2 separate regions of the Sus scrofa genome follow, and region 2 is linked to region 1. The links are chromatin contacts, called in public Hi-C maps. All regions are on one chromosome and are shown on one strand. The core of a region is the stretch at or near the end of the contact, and the rest is flanking DNA. Distances in the headings are between cores, read along the strand shown.

Evidence for each region. A called contact is a pair of places that touch in the nucleus more often than the background predicts.
Region 2: a Hi-C map of retroperitoneal adipose tissue shows a contact between it and region 1, with 1.9 times the contacts expected there. The contact joins two enhancer-like sites. A contact is called at or near these places in 1 of 5 promoter capture datasets (liver), 7 of 47 Hi-C or Micro-C datasets (embryonic fibroblasts, heart right ventricle, retroperitoneal adipose tissue and 2 more) and 1 of 2 datasets of contacts at active chromatin or transcription factors (skeletal muscle).

The regions. Positions count from the first base shown.
Region 1 is chr10:57,492,339-57,499,387 of Sscrofa11.1, reverse strand. All of the region lies in intron 1 of PARD3 (partitioning defective 3 homolog), which reads left to right. Among named protein-coding and RNA genes, the nearest start is that of PARD3, 100 kb to the left of the region's middle. Within about 2 kb of position 4,302, at least 30 of the 83 cell types and tissues checked have an H3K27ac peak or open chromatin away from gene starts, as enhancers often do. A contact at or near this core is called in retroperitoneal adipose tissue, where this site is marked.
Region 2 is chr10:57,656,162-57,663,210 of Sscrofa11.1, reverse strand. It overlaps LOC106505191 (a long non-coding RNA gene), which reads right to left. Exons shown (of 4, transcript XR_001299355.2): 3 at 5,336-5,711; 4 at 1-214. Among named protein-coding and RNA genes, the nearest start is that of PARD3, 59 kb to the right of the region's middle. Within about 2 kb of position 3,315, at least 11 of the 83 cell types and tissues checked have an H3K27ac peak or open chromatin away from gene starts, as enhancers often do. A contact at or near this core is called in retroperitoneal adipose tissue, where this site is marked.

The sequences.
Region 1 (7,049 bases), core at 3,053-5,552:
CTCTTCACATTTCGGAGGGCACAGAGTTACACTTCTCTCGCTGCCAGGATGTTCCCTGGGTTTGGAAGAGTGGGTGGGATGGACAGAGCTTGGAACTCTGCCACAGCCGAGACACGTGTTTGTGAACAGATGTGCAACAGAGAAGGTTGTAGGCGAGGTTAGGTTTTTTTTTTTTTTTTTTTTTTTTGAGGCCGCAGGCGCTGCATGTGGAAGTTCTCAGGCTAGGGATTGAATCTGAGCTGGAACTGCAGTCACAGCCACAGCCACGCCAGATCCAAGCCGCATCTGCCACCTACACCAGAGCTCATGAGACATCGCCAGATCCTTAACCCACTAAGCAGAATCGAACCTGCCTCCTCATGGATCCTAGTCCTATTCATTTCTGCCGAGCCACAAGGGAACTCCCGCTGTTTGGTAGTTTTAATTTTGTATTACAAGTTGCTTTGGAGATTGATTTGAGATCAGATTGTGGTGCTTGTGGAAATGCTTAATTATCTCCTTTCCACTTTGAAAAGGAGAGCTGCCTGGAGTGTGTTGAATTTTCGTGACTGGTTGAACAACACGTGAACCTCAGAGATAACCACCCCCATCACTGCTGCAGATGAGGCCTCGGGGATCTGCAGAGAGGGAAGGATTTGTGCTGTGGCAGGCTGCTCGGCTAGTGGGGCCTTCCGTTGCCCACTGGGTGCCTCTGTCATGAAGCCCTGGTTCTTGTCCCGTCCGCCCTGTATCGGTGCATCTTCAGAGCTTCACAAACCAGCTTTGCTTCTGTCTTGTCCCCCCCGTCCCCCCCCCCCCCCGTCTGATAAGTGTAGAGCTACATGTTTTATTATTGTTTGAGGTCGTTCATTTCACACTTTAATTACTAGTTGTGTAATTAGGTTTTGCCTGGGTTCCTGTACAGCTAATTTGCTTCTTTGCTTCCATGTAGGATTTTTATCGGAAACCTGGCTTTGAAGTATGCTGCAGAATAGGCTGGTCGGGTTTATGCTTGCTGTGTTTTCTGTTTTAGTGCTTTGATCGTGCTGCTTCGTGTTTGGTTTGTTTTTTTTTCCTCACTGAGATGCTGTGTATTACGGTTTCTTAGAAGCAATAAATTGAAGCCACAGTTACCTATATTTCAAACACCTTATAAGGGAAAACTTCGCAAGAGCTCTGAACTAACCATGTATTTAAGAGATTATATGACATTAGCCTATATAAGCTCCTTTACATATTTCATAAGGTATTTTGGTGCCTTTCCTTTAAATTTCCCCCACTTCAAATTTGAAATTGACCAGATGTCCCCAGGTAGGCTTATGAATCACGTAAGGGATATTCAGGAAACATCTAAGTGCCAACACATGTGGAAACAAATAGGAGCTGGTAACGGAATACAAATTGATCTTTGGTTGGAGATAACCAGTTATATGTGTTGATGACTTCGGGGGTGTGAGGCTGTGTCTAAGAGAGAGACTCTGGGGCCCCAGGCCCGTTTACTGCTGTGACCTGTATCTGTTCCGGACCTGCCATAGGGGAGATGCCCAAAAACTGTGTGAATGCATGAATCAGGTCCACAGGCTCATCTGGGGATGCTTGTAAAACACACACATCTTCAAGCCACTGTCGTGGGTGCTGTGGAGAGAGAGGGCACAGGATAAGTGGGACTGAAGACTGACGTGAAGAGGCCGCTGTTAGAATGTGGGCCTCTGGCATGTGGGCACGCTTGCCACAGGCGAAGAGGTGGGGGTGGCTGTCCAGGCAGGTGCGAATGAGCCATCGCAAGTGTGAGCGGTGAGGAGATCCCGTGGACCGACTGGCCGGATCTTGGGATACGTGATGCCCGCGTGCCCTCTGTCGCTCCCTTCCCTCCGGAAAATCTTCCTAAAAGCTGACCCGGGTTCCCCGCCTGCAGCGCTGTCCACGGTCATCAGCCTCCGGAGGATGCTCGTGTCCCGCACATCTTTTGAAGATACCATCATATCTGGGAGGAGGCAGGAGCCCCACCTCTGGCATCAGCAGTCCCGAGAGTCCCTGGGACCGGCCCTCCGCCCTCCCGCGTGCCCATGGTCTGAGCCGCCTTCCGAGCACTGCTGTGCGGTGTCCGTGCCGTGGGCCAGCCCTGCGATGTGGCGGTGCTGTGGAGCTCCCAGCTGGACCCCGCGCAGCTTGGGCTGTGCTGGGTTTCGGTGCAGAGTCCGCAGGATGCGGCTGGACGGCCGTTTGCCCAGGTTTCACAAGAGGAGACCCAAGGTGGGTGCGGGTTCTCTGTCCAAAGTCGCCCTTTCCTCGTGGCGCCCTCTTTCTTCCCTCTTAGTTCAGGAGTATTTCTTCTCACCTGGGGACTGTTGGCTATGGCCCGGTGTAAGCAATTAAGGGTGGATTTTTAAGTCATTTGCGATAATTTCTTTAAGAGAAACTGGGAGGTGGTTTGTGGATGAAGAAATAGGAGGGGGCGTGGAGAGCGGCTCTGGGGTCACATTTTGTTGGTTTGCTTTAGGATTCTGAGCTGTTCAGAGTTTATCATGTTTCAGGGAGGCTTTCCTTCCAGGTCAGAGAAATTCCTTTTGGTCTGAGTCAGCCTCTCTCACCCGCTCGCTGTGGAGGGTAAGTGGGAGAGGGAGGTTTTCCTTTTGTGTGGCTGGGTGACAGCCTTCAGGATCTCTTAGGTTGGGTCTTTCTTTATCAAGCCTAGAAAGACGTTCAGCGTTTTAGTTCACTTTGAAAGATCTCCGTTTTTGTCTGAGCTGCGCACACGCTGAGCGCAGAGGAGGCCACAGGGTGGGTCTCTGCCCTGAGGGGAACGAGGCTGGATTTTTAAGGGTTGTGGGTGGTTTTCTCAGCAGCTTTGAACCCAGCGCGGCTGGGAGCCTGACTGGAATGCCTCTTCCGCCGTCTGTGCATCTGTACAGGGGGCCTGGTGTGCCGTCCTCATGCTGACGTTTGTCCAGTTTATTGACTGGTGGGTGATATATTTTTCATTATCCTTTTCTTCCATCCTAAGCCGGAAGGAAGGAAGGACAAAAAGAAGGGAAAACAGCAGTGACTCTCTCTTGATGAATTTTTCCTTCCACATTTGTTCCCCTGACAAATCTGCTTGATCCTCGTGCGAGAGGCGGTGTGCCAGAGAGCGCATGCCTTGAGTTTAGACATTGGAGTGACATCTGAGCTGGAGCGCCCTTCCTCTTCAGCTGACACTGCACGTGTGATCTTCTCAGACAAGTTAGGATTCCTGCCACCTGGGCTTCCCATCTGCACGTGGAGCTGAAAGCAGTTACTTGAACCAGGAGAGCTGGGGGAGGGAAGGGCAGGCCCCAGCCAGGCTCCTCCTTCCCAATCCGGTACCGTGAGGAGAGAGGCTCCCGCAGGTCCCTATTGCTCGTAGGGACCCGGGTTCATGCCTCACGTTTCCTGCTCCAGTGTCTCCGCGCCCCCCCACCCCACCCTTTGGTCCTGCCCTCACCAGCGCTGCGGAGAAGAGAATGTGGTTGGCCAAGGTGAGCCATAGGCTGACCCACCTTTTTTTGGGTCGTAGGCAGTTTATCCAGGCGTAAACTCACATCGCCCGGTGTTGCAGGCCTGGGGGGCGGGGGACTCAGCTCTGTGGGTGAGAAGGAAGGTGTTTCTACTGGAAACTGGGTTCTCTGACCCGGGAAGGGAAGAGTAGCTGATGCCTGTCTGCGGGCATCAGTGGGTATAGTCACGCGGTGTTTGTTGCGCCAGCTCTGGGAGTCAGGGGACAAAGGGGGAAGCGGGCATTGATCCTGACAAGACACCCAGTCCCCTGTGTTCCTTTTGGCTGTTAGGACAGCACAAGCCTGTGTTTGTTGATTATAGTTTCTGAGAAAGTCTTAAGTTTTTTTTTTCCTTTTCCCAATAGGGTTATTACTATATTTATTTATGCGCATTTTAAGCCTTATTTATATGACATCATGGTGCTCTGTTCATTGTTCGATGCTAAAAAAAGTAGAAGGTCCCTGCCTTTGGGAAATGGATCTAGAGGTCGGTGAAACGCCACACGTGTACAGGGAAGTAGGCCCTTTGGTGACAAACATGTGGCCTAGGTGAACGCCCAGGGCTTAGAGTCCATTTCACGGGACGGCTGTGATCGCGGGTGGGAAAGGAGTTGGCGGCTTGGGTGTTGGAGCTGTGGGGGTTCCGGCGTGTGGAGCGGACTGAACCAGTGTTTCCCGGGCACCTGCTCTGGCCCAGGCCCGGCTCTGGTGCTGCGGTTTCAAAGCGAGCGGACAAGCGAGACCTGGGTGTGGCGAGGCCACGGCAGGCCTTCTGCGGAGAACTGAGGGCCGGTGATGGGGTCTGTGCGGAGCCTGGAAAAACAGGCGTGGAGAGAGTGTTGAGTCCTTGGCCAAGGATGTTGGGTTTTAACCTTCAGAATGTAGTGAGTCATTGGAAATGACTCATCACAGGACGAGGACTCCGTCAAGCAGGCATTTGGTGAAGATGGATGTGGCTGCAGGATGTGGACAGGATTGAGGCACGATAAATGGCAAGTCCATTACTGAGAACACGAGAAGAGGGAAGGCACGGGCTGTGCTCACTGGTTGTTTAAGGTGAATGCACTCTACGTATGTGTTTATTAGGGAGAATCCGAAGGTATAGACAAGCACTGCCTCTTGTGAGCACCAGTGCTGGACTTGTGCCTGTGCCTACAGGGTCCACTGTCGTCAGGGTCAAGGTGAGATAACATACCTTCCATGGTATTCTATGCAGAGGCTTTTTTTTTTTTTTTTCCCTCTTTAGGGCCTCACCTGTGGCCTGTGGATGTTCCCAGGCTAGGGGTCGAATCAGAGCTATCGCTGCGGGCCTACACCACAGCCACAGCAACACCTGATCCGAGCCGCGTCTGCAACCTGCTCCACAGCTCATGGCAATGCCGGATCCTTAACCTGCTGAGTGAGGCCAGGATCCAAGCCCTATCTTCCTTGGTACTAGTCAGGTTCATAACCCACTGAGCCACAACAGGAGCTCCCTCTGCTGTATTATTGTTTATTAAAGCCTCTGATTTAATGTGTACGCGCTGACCACGTAGACAAACACTCTAAGTTCCTGGGTTAATGGGTATGTTCCGTTTTAAGCATTTTGATGCGTGGTACACAGGGTACTCACCCCACCAACCCCTCCCCCCAATCAAAACATGTGGGACAATTTAGAACTCAGGAGCAGCATGTGAAAATGCTGGCTTCCTTCCTCTCATGAACCCTGGGTCGTTAAGGTTGTTTACAGCCAATCTTTCCCCCAATTTGTTATGAACAACTCCAAGGACAGCTGTGTCAGCTGACCTCTGGTTGGATTTGGCCAGTGGGACTTAGTGGGAGATGGGAGGCCCATGGCAGAATAGCCCTGCAGTGGCTGTCTCCTCCTGTCTGCTGTGAGCTGTGTCTCTGCCATGTCAACGTCTCTTTCCAGATTCCAGCTCCTGCCCTGAAGGCCTCCAGGGACCAGCTGCTGCCACAGCCTCCACCCTGGGCTCTGTGCCTCCTCCTGCCTTAGGGGGTGTTATCATCCTGCTACTGCCGATCTGGGGGTTTGGCCCAGGCCACTGCCATCTTGGTTTTGGGTCCCACCTCTTGTGGCTTCGGAACCATTTCTCTGTGTTTATCTCCCTCTGCTTAAAAAAAGTATACGTATATATAATATAATACTTAATATAGTGTAATATACTATAAATATACAGTATTTTATTTTATTGTTATTTTCTTTTTATGGCCACACCTGTGGCATATGGAAGTTCCCAGACTACGAGTCGAATTGGAGCTGCAGCTGCCGGCCTTACACCACAGCCATGGCAACACCAGATCCAAGCCACATGACTTATGCTGCAGCTTGTGGCAACACTGGATCCTTAACCCACTGAGTCAGGCCAGGGATCAAACCCACATCTTCACAGATGCTATGTTGTGTTCTTAACCCATTGAGCCACAGTGGAAATGCCAATATATAGTATTTTAAAGTAAACAGCAGACATCATGAGACGAAATACTTTAACACACATCACCTGAGAATAAGGATATTCTCTTACAAAACTAATAGCATGACTAGGAAAATTAAGAGTGGTTTTTCAGTATCATCTAACATTGAGTCCGTATTAAACTTTCCCCAACTGTCTCCAAGATTTTTATTTTTAAAAATATTTTATTTTTTGTCTTTTCCAAGATTTTTAAAATGGGGAATTTTTTTTTTTTTTTTTAACCTCAATGAGGATGCAGTCAAAGCTTATACCTTGAATTGGGTTATGCCTTTTTAGTTTCTTAGAACAGTTCCCAATTTTTTATTTTTTAAACTGACAGACCTTTAACATCTTCTCTTGAAAAATTTCTAAACTACAGGGTAGTAAGTTGAACCCTTAGAGTCACCAGTTTTTAGCTTTTTGCTACATCTGCTTTCTTCTTGTCTGTATGCACATAGATATGCATTAGCCATAGCACTGATTTCTCTTGTGTACAGAACCATTTGAGACTAAACTGCAGATACTAGGGCACTGCTTCACACATCCTCTAAAAACAAGAACGTTCTTGTATATGATAACTATATACCAATCATATCCAGGAAAATTTCCAGTTTTCAATTCCATCTCGTGATGTGGCAGATTCTCCAATTGTCCCAGTTCTTTTTCATAAAGTTTCATTCCAGAGCAGGACCCACTCTGGAATTATACATTCTACCCAGATATTAGACAATGTGGATTTCTTGTATTTTACCCTTTTTTGCCTTTTTTTTTTTTTTCTTTTTGGCTTTTTAGGACCTCACCCTCGGCATATGGAGGTTCTCAGGCTAGGGGACCAATCAGAGCTACAGCTGCTGCCTACGCCACAGCCACAGCAATGCCAGATCCATGCCACGTCTGTGATCTACACCGCAGCCCATGGTAACACCAGCTCCTTAACCCACTGAGTGAGGCCAGGGATTGAACCCACAACCTCATGGTTCCTAGTCAGATTCGTTTCTGATGCACCACGACGGGAACTCCAGTTTTTTTTTTTTAAAGAGATCAGTGCATTTGCGTTATTAAAGGTCTCACCTTCTGGGTTTGTGTGGCTGTTTCCTGGTGG
Region 2 (7,049 bases), core at 2,066-4,565, 160 kb before region 1:
GGATCCTCGTCCCTTCTGGTAACCTCCTCAGTCTCCTGGCCACCAGGAGTGCCATGTCTCCCAAGGGTATCTCTCTGGCCAAACTTGTCACCTTCATTCCCAGTTTATGGCCAACATCCTAGATGAACAAGTGTCTCACCTCCAACTCTTTTTTTTTTTTTTTTTTTTTTTTTGGACATAGGAATAGCAACTTTGTTTACTTTGTCCAGGAAGGCTATTAAAGAGGGGGAAAAACAAAACAAAACAAAAAAAACCCTTACTATTTAGACTTACCTTCATTCACAAAACAAAGGACATGTTAACATTTTAAAAATAGAAAAGGCATAATCTCCGAATTAAGCCTCCGACCCCGCACTTTCCCCCCAAACTTGCTACTCCCATGACTTATTTCAGTAAATGACAACTTTATGCTTCCCGTTGCTGCTTTGGGTTGAATTGTGTCCCCACATTTATATGTTGGAGCCCCAAGCCCCTTGCAACTGTATTAGAGAAAGGGCTTAAGGAGAATTAGGGTTAAATGAGGTCGTAAAGGTGGAGCCCTGATCCCACAGAGCTGGCGTCCCTATAAGAGGAGGAAATCCACACCAGAGATCTGTCAGCAAATCCTATCTTCAGAATCCATCCAGGCTTTACCTGCCGGGCTCATCACCAGCAGCGTTCAGGCTGCTGGATTATGGCAATAACCTCTTAGCTCACCTTCCAGCACTGGATGGTCACACCCCCACCCCAGGCTCTGCTCAAAAGAAAAAACAAAAGTAGCTAGAGCAAACTTGTTATTTCATTTCATTTATTTTGTATTAGAGTGTAGTTGATTTACAGTGTTGTGCTAGTTTCATGTGTATAGCAAAGTGATTTAGTTGTCCACATATATATCTATTCCTTCTACTCCTTTTTTTCCCCCCTTTTTTCAGCTGAACCCTCAGCATATGGGAGTTCCCTGGCTAGGGATCGAATCCAAGCCACAGCTGCAACCTGCACCACAGCTGTCGCAAAGCTGGATCCTTAACCCGATGCGCCACTGTGGCAATTCCCCTATTCTTTATCAGATTCTTTTCCCTTACAGCTTATTACAAGATAGTTGTCATGTAGCTGAGTGCCGTTTTCTGTGTATAGAGTAGGTCCTTGTTGTTTACCCGTTTTGCATATGGCAGTGTGTATGTTAACCCTATGCTCCTAATTTATTCCTCCCCCTTCCCCTGTGGTGAGCATAAGTTGGCTTTGTCTGTGAGTCTATTTCTCTTTTGTAAATCAGTTCGTTTCTATCATTTTTTTTTTTTTAGATGCCACATATCAGTGATATCATATTTGTCTTTCTGGGTCTGATTAGTCTAATCATCGCCAGGTCCATCCACGTTGCTGCAAATGGCATTATCACCAGAGCAATGCTTTTACTGCTGAAACAGACTGTGTCCTTCTGAGCCCGAGCACCTGCCCTGACTTCTTCACTCAGAGAACAGCCTCCAGGCCCTTACAAGTTCTCCATCCCCTGCAGCCGGATCACCCCACCCCCACTCCTTTCGGTCCCCGGGCTCTGGTGACCCTGCTTTCCAGCTGTTTCTCACATGGGGTCCCACAGGCTGCGTCCTTCTCTTGCATGAAGCCTTCCCTGGCCACCCTGTTGGGATGGCGGCCCCACCTGCTCCCCTGCTTCCCCTCCCTTTGCAGACTCGTCTTCTCTGTCACCATCTAACGCTGTAGGCGATTGCATCTTTGCTTCTTCATTGCCAGTCTTCGGCCACTAGACTATGTTCCCGAGAGTAGGAATTGTTCTCTGTGTGGCCCATCACTGTGCCCCCAGAATTCCAGAGAGCAGCACCCACTCTATTCATTGAATAAATGGATGGATGAATGAATGTCTGTTTCTTTACATTTTTTTTCCAGAAAACACTCAACCTTTTGAAATAAAGCGGCCTTTAACGTTGGTTCCTGAAACTGTCTCTAAATAACGAGTTTTATTCTTTAAAGAGTCATTAATTCCACTGCTAATGAGCCTCACAACTGGGTGAATCTAGGCAGCTGGAGCCAGAGGATCACCTCATGTCAGCTTGCTCGTCATGGCAAGCAAAGTCTTATAAGGAAAAGAAACAACTTGAAGCCCATGATTATAAACCTTAAGGAAAAATAACATTCTAGTAGTATTTTTTTGAAAGTAACAGTTGAGGAAGTTCCCGTTGTGGCACAGTGGAAATGAATCCAACTAGTATCCAAGAGGATGCGGGTTCAATCCCTGGCCTCGCTCAGTGGGTCAGGGATCCAGCTTGGGTGTGAGCTGGGGTGTAGGTCACAGATTTGGCTCAGATCCCCCATTGCTATGGCTGTGGTGTAGGTCGGCGGCTGTAGCTCTGATTCAACCCCTAGCCTGGGAACTTCCATATGATGTGGGTGCACCCTAAATAGACAAAAAAGAAAAAAAAAGTAAAGGTTGGGAGTTTTCAAGGATGCTCCTAAAGACAAACTGCTTGAGGCACTTAGTTCATTTGGAAGAGACTCGGTTTTTCTACCATTCGCCTGGTACTTTAAAAGCCTTACTTTAGGGAGTTCCTGTTGTGGCTCAGCAGGTTAAGAACCCAGCGTAGTCTCTGTAGTCTCTGTAAGGGTTGAATCTCTGGCCTTGCTCAGTGGGCTAAGGGTCCAGTGTTGCCACAAGCTGCAGCAAAGGTCATAGATGGGGTTCAGATCAGCTTGCTGTGCCTGTGGTGTAGGCCAGCAGCTGCAGCTCCAATTCAACCCCTAGCCTGAGAACTTCTATCTGCTGTGGATGCAGCCTTAAAAAAAAAAGAAGAAGAAAGGAGTTCCCATTGTGGCACAGTGGAAACAAATCCGACTGGGATCCCTGAGGATTTGGGTTCAATCCTGGCCTCATTCAGTGGGTTGGGAATCTGGCTTGCCGTGAGCTGTGGTGTAGGTCACAGACGTGTCTCCGGTCTGGCATTGCTTCGGCTGTGGTATAGGCCGGTAGCTGCAGCTCAGTTTCCACCCTGAGCCTGGGAACTTCCATATACTGAGGGTGGGGCCCTAAAAAAACAAAACAAAAAAAAGAAAAGAAAAGAAAAGAAAAAAGCCTTCTTTAGGAACATGGGGAGGGTCCATCCTTCTGGGGTTGGAAGAACCCTTGGAGAAACAACATGTGGATTTCAAACAGTCCCAGTGGTCTCCTTGGGACCTATTTGTAGGAGAAAGGGAAATCGCCCAGCACCAGCAGTGGTTCTGATGTCCCACCAAGGTCCAAGCGTGCTGCTGAGAGCACTTGCCCGGGATGTGGGTCACAGGCAGCCTGGCCTCAGGCCCCTTCATCTCCCGCCAAGCCAGCTCCAACCCCAGGAGGGAGCTCCAAGCTCTGCCAAGAACTGTTATTGGAACACCACGTTCTGACAGCTCCTGCCGAGACTGCTGACAATCTTTGCCTCAGAATCTCCTCTTCCAGGAAAAGCCTTCTACAGAACAGATTTAAAATAAAGTCATAAAAAGTCTTCTTTCTGACAGAGAGGCAGGAAGAGCCAGGGGCTGCCTGACCTTTGGCGAAGGGTCAGCCTGGGCCTCCTGCACCATCTTGCTTTAGTGCTGGAATTGACCCTGGTGGCTTCTTCCTCGAAGGCCAGAGAGTGTAGAGTGTGATAAGCATACCCGTTGCCTCTGTTCCTGGCGGAGGTGGGGGACGTGGTTACGGAGATGCAGGTGGTCGCTGAGCTTGGCTCCTGCCAGGCTGGACTCTGAGGGCTGCTTGCCTCCAGCTCACCGCTTCAGAATGCTTCTCCTGTTGAGTGTCTTTCCACAGCAGGCTGCTCATAGTTGGTGACTTCAATGTGACATGGAAACAGGGTAAGAGATAAGCCAAATGGGTGTTTATCTAGCATCCGTCTTCAAGAAACACGAGGCACTTCACGCAGGGGACGCCCTGAAGTCCGATCCCCAGGTTGCCTTCTGTTCCCCAGGTAGAAACGACTTATTTTTTGGCATTAATAATATTACTTAAAATAGTCACAATGGGTGTTCCCATGGTGGCTCAGTGGGCTAAGAACCTGACATAGTGTCTGTGAAGATGCAGGTTTGGTCTCTGGCCTTGCTCAGTGGTGTAAGGTCCAGTGCTGCTGCAGGTTGCAGCACAGGTCACAGATGGGGCTCAGATCTGGTGTGGCTGTGGTGTAGGCCTCAGCTTCAGGTCTAGTTCCACCACTAGCCTGGGAACTTCCATCAGCCGCAGTCACGGCCATTAAAAGAAAAAAAAGTCACAAGGGTGTGTGCCTCAGGTTTAAAAATTCCAGCAGTGCCAAGGCTTTGTAAAGCACCACAGACATGGCGCCAGCAGTGCCTCCCCCGCCCTGCCCTCCTTCCCTTTGTCAGGGACTTTTAGTTGTACCCAGTCATGGTTCACGTCCACATTCTTCTCTAGAAACCCAGTGACATCTGGCACCCTCTCTGTAGACGGATTCTAAACATTTCAAACATAGCCAAGTCATGGAAACAACCTAAATGTCCGTTAACAGAGGAGTGGATCAAGAAGATGTGGTACATATACACAATGGAATATTACTCAACCATTAAAAGGAAAGAAATAACGGCATTTTTAGCACATAGATGGACCTAGAAATTATCATGCTAAGTGAAGTCAGTCAGACAATGAGACACCAACATCAAATGCTGTCACTTACATGTGGAATCTAAAAAAAGGACACTGAACTTCTTTGCAGAACAGATACTGACTCACAGACTTTGAAAAACTTATGGTTCCCGAAGGAGACAGGTTGGGGTGTGGGGGCATGTACTGAGGGTTTGGAATGGACATGCTGTAACGTTTGATTGTGATGATTGTTGGACACCTACAAATGTAATAAAATTCATTAACTAGGAGTTCCCGTCGCGGCGCAGTGGTTAACGAATCCGACTAGGAACCATGAGGTTTCGGGTTCGGTCCCTGCCCTCTTGCTCAGTGGGTTAATGATCCGGTGTTGCCGTGAGCTGTGGTGTAGGTTGCAGACGCGGCTCGGATCCCGCGTTGCTGTGGCTCTGGCGTAGGCCAGTGGCTACAGCTCTGATTTGACCCCTAGCCTGGGAACCTCCATATGCCACGGGAGCGGCCCAAAGAAATAGCAAAAAAAAAAGAAAAAAAAAAGAAAAAAAAATTCATTAACTAATAAAAAAGATAATGTACTTAGGAACATATAATCCTATCCAGATAAAAAATTCTGCATTGGATATGTAACATATAGACAGATGCATAATTAAATTTCAAGTCATATTTTGTAATTTGAAATAAATAAACAAATAAACATTTCAAACAAACAGTGTTTGACACACACATGTCAAGGTCTTTTAAGATCATGAGGCTCTAACTCACCCAGAGCTGTGTCCCTGTGTGATCACCAAACGAAACTCTGGCGCGGCCCCTCCAGTTATCTTCCCATCATCCCCTTGGGGGGAGCCGTGCAGGCAGTGGCAGATCCCGTCGTGTAAAGACTTCTCATTCTGCACGTACCGTGTGGCTCCAGACCAGGTTTGCAAGACGCATGCAGACGTTGTGCAATTACTTGGAAGGTAATTACTGGCTAGTCTTGCTGATGCCTTGCAATAAGAATCAAGGAGAAAGGCTGCACAGCTCAACCACGTCAGGTCACCGGGAGGCCCAGAATCTTCTCTCGAGCATGAGTTTGGAGCAGATGGAAATGCAGGCTTCTGGGTAGCTGTCAGGACCTGTTGATAGCACCTTGCAGAAGCTGCAAAAATAAAAGTGGAACAATTTTCCAAAGCCTTGGACAGAAAAGGGACTTTTTGATCTGATGCAGAAATCCTTCTGCAAAAACAGTGGCACTGAAGCAGCCACACTGAGGCCAATGAAGCAGGACCTGCTTTCAGCGTCAGAGGCTGTGGCCCCAGGTGGACCCGGGTTTGGTCGTTGGCTTTGTTCCTTATGAGTTGTTGGGTCCTGTTATCTTTCTGCCTCTCTGTAAGCCTCTTTCTTAAGGTACAGGGGTACCTACCCTACCTTTCTTGTGAGGAGCTGAACCTATGTGCCCAGCAGGCGGTGCACTCAGAGGGGTTAAACAGCTGGCCCCCTCCTCTCTCCTCCTCCACTGAGTGAGGCCAAGGATTGAACCCTTGTCCTCATGGATACTAGTCGGATTTGTTTCTGCTGTGCCACGATGGGCACTCCCCCTCCAGTTTCTACTGAGTGTGGAGAAGCAGGAGCGATGCCAGAGAAAATACAGCTCTCTCAAATGCTAAAACCTCTGTGTGTGTGTGTGTGTGTGTGTACGTATACATTTCCATTTAAAGTCAAGTGACAATAATTGAAGTAAAGGAACATTTTTGATAGGTATTAATGTAGACAAAAAATACCCTGAAATGCACCATCATCGTTAGGTTAATGTTGCGGTTCAGAATTAATGAGTGATAAAATTACTCTTTTGCTTTTCAATTCACTTGATGCTTTCAAGTCTGTTTCTATTTTTACAAACTCACTGAAATACTCAGAGGAAACTCTCAAGGCGCCTCCGAGCTTACTTTTGTTATAATAATTAAATGAAAAATAACAGCCAGTTGCTCAGAGTTTGGACATCCAGGCGCGGATTTCTTCTGGCCTTTTAATAAATTTCCATTTATGACAATGGCCGAAATTCTCTCTTTTTTTTTTTTTCCCTCAATAAACTTTGTATCTAGAAATGTTTAGATTTATAGAATTATTCCAAGGATAGCACATGGAGTTCCACGTTCTCTGTGCCTAGTTTCCTCTTTTCTGAATGTCTTATTTAGTGTGATATATTTTTCACAAATGGTGAACCAATATTGATCCATTATTATGAAAGTTCATACTTCATTCAGATTCTCTTATTTTTTTTTTAATTTTTATTATTTTTTAGGGCCACACCTGCGGCATATGGAAGTTCCCAGGCTAGGGGTCAAATCGGAGCTGCAGCTACTGGCCTGCACCACAGCCACAGCAATGCCAGGATCCAAGCCGCATCTGTGACCTACACCAAAGCTCATGGCAATGCCAGATCCTTAACCCACTGAGTGAGGCCAGGGATCAAACCTGCATCTTCATGGATACTAGT